Linked DNA regions of Pan troglodytes: region 1 is linked to region 2. The links are chromatin contacts, called in public Hi-C maps. All regions are on one chromosome and are shown on one strand. The core of a region is the stretch at or near the end of the contact, and the rest is flanking DNA. Distances in the headings are between cores, read along the strand shown. Region 1 has its middle 81 kb from the start of EGFL6. Region 2 has its middle 57 kb from the start of ATXN3L.

Evidence for each region. A called contact is a pair of places that touch in the nucleus more often than the background predicts.
Region 1: a contact with region 2 is called in a Hi-C map of stem cell-derived neural progenitor cells, with 4 times the contacts expected there. The contact joins two enhancer-like sites. A contact is called at or near these places in 2 of 7 Hi-C or Micro-C datasets (blood and stem cell-derived neural progenitor cells).

Annotation. Positions count from the first base shown.
Region 1 is chrX:14,063,004-14,066,860 of NHGRI_mPanTro3-v2.0_pri, forward strand. No RefSeq gene overlaps it. Among named protein-coding and RNA genes, the nearest start is that of EGFL6, 81 kb to the right of the region's middle. Within about 2 kb of position 1,823, at least 9 of the 24 cell types and tissues checked have an H3K27ac peak or open chromatin away from gene starts, as enhancers often do. A contact at or near this core is called in stem cell-derived neural progenitor cells, where this site is marked.
Region 2 is chrX:13,953,198-13,957,023 of NHGRI_mPanTro3-v2.0_pri, forward strand. It overlaps the pseudogene LOC736283. Among named protein-coding and RNA genes, the nearest start is that of ATXN3L, 57 kb to the left of the region's middle. Within about 2 kb of position 1,829, at least 6 of the 24 cell types and tissues checked have an H3K27ac peak or open chromatin away from gene starts, as enhancers often do. A contact at or near this core is called in stem cell-derived neural progenitor cells, where this site is marked.

The DNA.
Region 1 (3,857 bases), core at 573-3,072, 110 kb after region 2:
AAGAATATTGCTAGGGGCATCGTAGTACACAAGAAGCAAAGCCTATAATAGCACCACTTCAAACAGCAGGGCCATTTACCTTTAATTTCTACTTTTAGAAATGAAGTATACAAAGGCTTGGCACAAGATCAGAATCAGACACTATTCTTTACCTTGGACCAGAAAAAATTCTAAGGCAGGGTTACCACCCCCTTCTAGTTTCTGAAATTGAAAGGAAAAAGCATAGAGATGTATTTTCCCTTGTCCGCAGCAAAGAGCAGGGGTGGCTCTTCCAACTGTATTTGTTCAACACATGTTAATTGGGCACCTATAATATGTAAGTGGTGGACACTGAATGGAAATCCAAAAAACATAAATCTGGTCTTGTCTTTAAATAGACGGTAATCTAGTCAGAGGCAGGGGAATGCTTCAGAAGGACAGGCGGAGAAAAAGAGGTGGTGCCCTGATCACTACTTTACACCACCAAGTGCTTGGTCCTTGGTAGCAAAGTTTAAACTATGGTTTTAAAAAGAGTTGAAGTCTGGGGCAAGCCTAGTGTGTGTGTTAATCCATTCAGAGCCCAGAATTCATCTTAGCTATGATTTTCAAAAACCACCCATACTATGGGCTTTTCCTTTATATAGCTCTTCAGTCCACACATATCTGATAAAGTCTACAACTACATGCATGCATCCTAGATAGATCGTCTGTGCTGCCCCATAATTCCTACCAATCCCCCATTCTATTGTCAACTGCCAGCTAACATCTGAAGGGGTTTGGGGCAAGAGTTTTTAGGAAAACATTTTGAAGTAAGAGATTGAGTAGATGATTCTCACTTAGGACATCACCATCATCCTGGCACATTTGTCTTCTGTTAGCAGACGATGTCACTATAAGAAAGAGAATACCAGGCAGTCCAAGGAGGGAGAATGCTGACCACAAAGCATTTTTTTTTTTTTTTTTTTTGAGACGGAGTCTCGTTCTGTCACCCAGGCTGGAGTGCAATGGTGCGATCTCGGCTCACCGTAAGCTCCGCCTCCTGGGTTCACGCCATTCTCCTGCCCCAGCCTCCTGAGTAGCTGGGACTGCAGGCGTCTGCCACCGCACCTGGCTAATTTTTTGTATTTTTAGTAGAGACGGGGTTTCACCTTCAAAACATTTCTTACGTGGTGGCTCTCCAAATTAAAGAAAAGGTTTTAAATGAATGATGATGAATACATACCCTGCTCTGATTGGTAACTTTCACCATTAAACCTGCAAATTAAAAGGCATTTAAGCCAAAATTCATCCTCCCCACAACCTTGAGGGAATGAGTCACTGAAGCAATTCTCACGTTTCTCCAGGCAGAAAGACAGGAGACTTTCCAAAAAAGGTTGTAGTTTTCCTGTTTCCTTGGCTGCCTCCACACATAGCCCAGCCATGACCACATGTGGTGATGGGCAGGAACCTATTGCCTTATTTGGCAATCTTGAGCCCTCTTTGTAGGGCTATTGGGGGCAGGATGAAAAGTCCAGATCAAAACCACAATCGTGAAAAACAATGGAGAGTCAGATAAAGGAAGTAGGCATTTTATCTAGATTAAATATAAAATATTGACCCAAGAAGTAAATGTTTTCATATGCATTGCTTCTTAAAGGACTCGTAGGAAAATATTTAGAATCTGCCATTTTCCTGTAATAATTTCACTCATTTTCCTTCTAGCCATGATGCTGACTGCATTTCCCAGCTGCTGCTGAAACAGCTCTTCTGTTGGGGGAGATTATGTGGGCTAACATTCACCCACGATTCTCTAAACTGATGTTTCTCAAGTATCCTTCATTCTGACCCCAACATGTGCTGTGTGCATTCATTACTGCTGACAGCAGGATCAGTGTGGGTCCCAAACAAGGAGATTGCACAATGAGAAATGGAGGCTAAGGGCATGAATGTTCTGAATTTTATAGCTTCCTGTCTGCTTTCCCTTAGGGGAATATAATTGGGGGACTGGACCCAACACAAATCTCAACTACGCATTTAGGCCTCCACAAAGAAGCAAGACTTCTAGTCCTTTCTGGAGCATTGCAAGCTGTACAGAAAAAATACATTCCTCAGGGATTCTGCCGGCAACCACTCCTTTTATTCTGTGGTTCCCCAAAGATAAGGTCAGTCAGCTCAGAGAGAAAAGGAAAATGGAATGGGGAGAGACAAGGATCAACCAGTAACGGGTGTGTCATCTCAAACTGGAGTGTGTGTCCATTGTCAACCCCAAGAAACCCAGAAAAACAAAATCTTTTTCCCCAGGTGGTGAGAGTGTCAACTGCATATGAGAGGGAAGGGTGCCCTCTGCTGTCATCTGTGATTTTTGGTTTTTAATTTCAAAGGAAACGTTCCAGCTCCATGTAAATCAGACTTAAACATTTTTGCCAGGCACGATGGCTCAGGCCTGTAATCCCAGCACTTAGGCTGAGGCGGGCAAATCACAAGGTCGGGAGTTCAAGACCAGCCTGGCCAATATGGTGAAACCCCATCTTTACTAAAAATACAAAAATTAGCTGGGCATGGTTGTGGGCACCTGTAATCCCAGCTACTTGGGAGGCTGAGGAAGGAGAATCGCTTGAACCCGGGAGGCAGAGGTTGCAGTTAGCCAAGATTGTGCCGCTGTACTCCAGCCTGGGCGACAGAGCGAGACTCCATCTCCAAACAAACAAACAAAAAACAAAAAAGGAAACATTTTACACATTAAATAGGGAAGCCAAACTTGGGATTTTGACCGTCTTAACTAGGCTGGGTTCTGTGTCGGATGAGAGAGACTTGAGGGATAGCACAGGCAGCAGTCACAATTCCATTTCAGATGCCCTGCTGGGAGAAAATTGTGGTTTGGAAGAGGGCCTGTGAGCTTTATATATTCAGAACAATTTGCTTAGAAATAAAACGACTTCTTGGGAGCAGGGTTCTCCTTGGGTGGCAGCATACTTGGACAGCATCTCCATTTGTTTCCCTGTCCTTTCCCAGTAAACCAATTTGGGTTCATTATTAGATTCCTGAGTTTGTTTCTTTGGGAGAGAAAAATAAAATACAGTTCTCACTTAGGGAGATGGAAGGCAATGGCTTTGCATGAAGATACGAATTTAAAACAAATAAATACAAGTGCTCAACTCTGATGAAAGATGAGTTGTATGATTTAATGTGCTTTCCTAGGGACACGTAAATTAACTGAGATACAAAATAATGAATCTGCACATCTGCCTTAGAGTTCATCCAAATGCAATCTACAAGGCAAACTTAATCACGGTTATAATTAATACTTTGCAAATGGAAATGACTGGAAATGAAAGGCCACAAACAACATCGATATTAATGCTTCAGTATTTGTTCTCTCCCTAGTTTTTACTTTCAAAAGTGTTTTTATCATCTTCTACAAAAGTCATACCTTGTACTTTATAAGGCATTTTGTTATATAGCCTCTTTATAGCTGAATTCATCCCATTATCAAAGGGTCATAGTTGGATTACCTACCTACTTAGATGTTTCTAAACATTTCTGATTTCATTTTGCATTCTAGCAACCGGCTGACTCCACCCGAACTCGGGACTCATGACTCAACCAGTCCTTTGGCCCCCACCCAGAGGCAGGCTTAGCTCACAAGGACTATTTTCCACACCCCTATGATTTTATCATTAACTAATCAGCAGCACCCATTCCCCAGCCCTCTGCCCACCAAATTATTCATAAAAACGCTACCATCTGAATTCTTGGGGAGGCTGATTTAAATAATAACTCCAATCCTTCTGCTTCGCTAGCTCTGCATTAATTAAACACTTTCTCTGCTGAAAAAAAAAATCTGGTTTCAAACATCTATCACTTGAACCCTTTTGGATTTAAGTAACGGAACCCATCTT
Region 2 (3,826 bases), core at 579-3,078:
GGCTAATTTTTTGTATTTTTTGGTAAAGATGGGGTTTTGCCACATTCCCTAGGCTGGTCTCAAACTCCTAAGCTCAGGCAATCCACCCGCCTCAGCCTCCCGAAGTGCTGGGATTACAGGCATGAGCCACCATGCTCGGCCACTCTTTTTTTTAAACCAAAGAAATCAATCTTAAATCAATTTTGCACTTGATTTATGCACATCAAGTTTGTTTGCTTCTTAAAGAGTATATGATTAGCTGTACAAGAGACTATAGGTTAAGAAAATCCTTAGTCTTGAGAAAAGCACTGAAGAGGAAGAAGAAGACACCAGGCCCCAAGACATCCACCAAAAATAGATCCAACTTACATTGTCTGGCAGGGCAAACAATCCCATCACAGTCACATGCCAGCCCCTATATTCTGGCTGGTCCCCAGAATTTAGTCAAGATCAAAGTAAAATTTTTTGGTTTCTGGGGTGAGCCTTCATCCAGGTCAAAATATTCTGGAAGAAGGCTTGCCTGGCACCTGGAATTCCACACCCTTGAGCTCTCCTTTTCACGGAACAGCATTCGTCAGATTTACTGACAGCATAGCAGTGGCATAATTAACGAATAATCCAGTTTTCAGCTTCCCTGGCCTCCACCTGCTAGATACCAGGAGCACCTCCACTCCCACAGAAGTTGTGTCAACCAAAATGTCTCCAGATATTGCCAGATGTCCCCAGGAGGGCAAAATCAACCCTGGTTGACCACCACTGCAATAGTATTATTTGTATATGAAACATAAAGATTGCTAAGGGATATAAAGTAGACTATTTTAGATATCCAGTCTTAAAGGAAACCACTACTATCATCATTGGCCAAAAAAAGAAAAAAAAAGAACGGTGCTAATAATTAGACATAAAATAATAAATGAAAATTATCATTGCTTTGAAATATTCCCTGGAGGAAATGAAACATCTGTGTAAATTTTATCCTTTCACGTGTGAAGATGACTGGGATAGCAGGTGTGGTAAAAGACATTGTTCCAAAGCCTGTTCTGTGGTTTGCTGATGAGAATATTCCCTGGCTTGGGCTACAGCTGCCATGTGCAGTCTCTCTATTGACAGTCTTTCTCAACCACTCCCGAAAATCCCCACATTGTTTGAACTCAAGTTTTGTAATTACAGAGATGTGGTTCTCAGAGCCAAAAATGAAGCTGCCTGGCTGGAGCAGCAGGATATAGAATAGGACCTTGGGACTGGGAGATTATAACTTTTGTGGTTTCAAGTACTCATAAATGTGGTGGAGAGGGGTTTTGGAGTTGATCCACAACTCGTCAGAAGCCCTGCTATTTTTTCTACCCACAGCCATTGTAGAGAATCCAAGCCGAGTTTAAGAGTGCTGTGGAAATACACTGCTGCTACTGCTGTTTCTATTACTGTTTGATGCTGGGACTCTTATGCTCCAACCACGTTTTCACCCAGCTGAGTCGCCTTCGTATCACGCCTTTCCAGTGAGTAAGATCATCTAGATAGATTCTCCAAAAGAAATAACCCAGTAAGGGAGGGGCAACCAGCATGACCACAATGCTAGTTGTTGTGTGCGAATGGTAAACAGAATGAAATTATGAATGTGTGTGCAGGTCATTATATGCATGCAGACACATACATATGCATATGTAGTATAAATTAATCTCCATAAATGCCTAAGGTGATGGCAGTGATGAGGGGCAGTTAAAAATGTTAAGCACAAATTGGAGCTGAGACACTGATCAGAGAAAAATTATCTGTAATACTGAGAAAGAGCCATCTGTCATGGCTGGAGGCTCAAGCAGAGAAGGGATAAGTGGAGAGGCCCCAGGAACAGATGGAGAGGCTTGAACCCCCACACAGAGCAGAGCGTCCAACAGCTGGGACTGATTAATCCAGACGGCCGACTATTACGTCATGTGTTGGATTACAACCAAATGAGTGGCTAAAAGCTCCTAGCAAGTTCAGGCCAACACGAAGTCGCTTCACAGATGGCGTCCACCTTGGAATTCCGTGAGGGATGAAGACACTGCTCAGTCCAGCCTCATTGTCCTCTGTGGAAAGAGCAAGAGGAATGAGGATAGGCCTTTCCCACCCCTTTATTCTTCTTTATTCTCAGGGTAAATGGAAGTAGAGAAGGAGAGTAAGTGAGATTTTAAAGAAGCTTGTTGACCTGTGTCTTTGTTCTCTCCTTGCTCTCTAAATTACGTGATAGAGGGAATAATACGGAACTTTAATGTATGAAGTTCAGTCCAGTAAATTGATCCCATAGCCCAGCATGTGATAAACAGTTTCTGAATATTAACTTGATCTACTCGTGCTTCTTAGTAATCCCACAAACACTTTAAACAACATTTCAGAAGCACAGGTAATCCCACAAGCATTTCAGCAACATTTTAACTCAACACCTATCCCCTCTCCAATGTTCCCTTCAAGTCAGAAACCTAACTTTGGGTACCCAACTCTACCGTCAATCAGTCACTGGGGCCTTATGGAATCAATGGAGTCTTGTAGATTCCATCTCCTTAGCATTGCTTGAAACGATCTTGACTTCTCTATTCTCATTGCTGTTGCCTTAATTCTGACCTTCAGTAAGTCCTGCCTGGACCGTTACAATAGTTTCTTCTAAGCTATCTTCTGGTTTCTTTGCTCCAGTGCATTCTTTTCTTTTCTTTTCTTTTCTTTTTTTTTCTGCTGACACCCGGCACTTTATTAGTGGGGAAACTCGCCTTGGTCTGGCAGAGACTGCGATGGACAGGACCGGCGCCCATCTCGAGGGGGTATTTCTGGAAGATCAGGTGTTCCTCCCTTGTAGGTTTAGAGGAAACACCCTCATAGATGAAAACCCCCCAGAGAGCAGCACTGCAACTGCCAAGCAGCCGGGGTAGGAGGGGCGCCCTAGGCACAGCTGGGCCCTTGAGACAGCAGGGCTTCGATGTCAGGCTCGATGTCAATGGTCTCGAAGCGGCGGCTGTACCTACGTAGGGGCACACCGTCAGGGCCCACCAGGAACTTCTCAAAGTTCCAGGCAACATCGTTGCGACACACCAGAGACCAGGTGATGAGCTTGGGGTCGGTCATAAGCGCAGTGGCGTCGTCGCTGGGGGCTGGCAGGGCCTCCCGCAGGAAGGCAAAGAGAGTGTGCGCCCCCGCACCGTTCACCTCGCCCTTCTCGAAGAGCATGAAGTTGGGCTGGAACCCACCACCAGGTCGGACGTACTTGAGGGAATTCAGAATCTCTTCGTTCTTGGCGTTCTCCTGATGCCCAAACTGGTTGCACGGGAAGCCAAGCACCACCAGGCCCCGGGGTCCGAGGTGCCGCTGCAGCTCGTTCATCTGGGTGTAGTCCCGGACCGTGGTGCCTCAGAGGGACGCCACATTCTCTATAAGTAGTACCTTGACCCGCAGGGAGCCCAGGCTCACAGGCTCCCCGACGGCCAGCAGGCGCGCCGAGAAGGCATACACCGACTGGGCCGCCGCCGCCGCTGGCCGAGCAGCATACATGGCGCAACTGTCCAAGAAGCCAGCGGAGCGCCCCGAACAAGCACTGTCTCCAGTGCATTCTTTTCACAGGGTCGGAGCCATGGGAAAACTTCCTCTTTGCCCTCTGAAGGTTCTCTGAAAATCACTGACAAGAGACAGATTAGATTAATAGGAGAAAACGCATACAAATTTATTTGAGATCATAGTTTTACGTGACAGGGGAACCTTTAGATTGAAGACCCAAAGATACAGAGCAAACTGGCCATTTTTATGCTTAGGTTCAACAAAGTGTGGACAGCTGTGCAGAAATATGATTGGACAAAAATGTTGTGATCTAAAGCTAATGGACTGA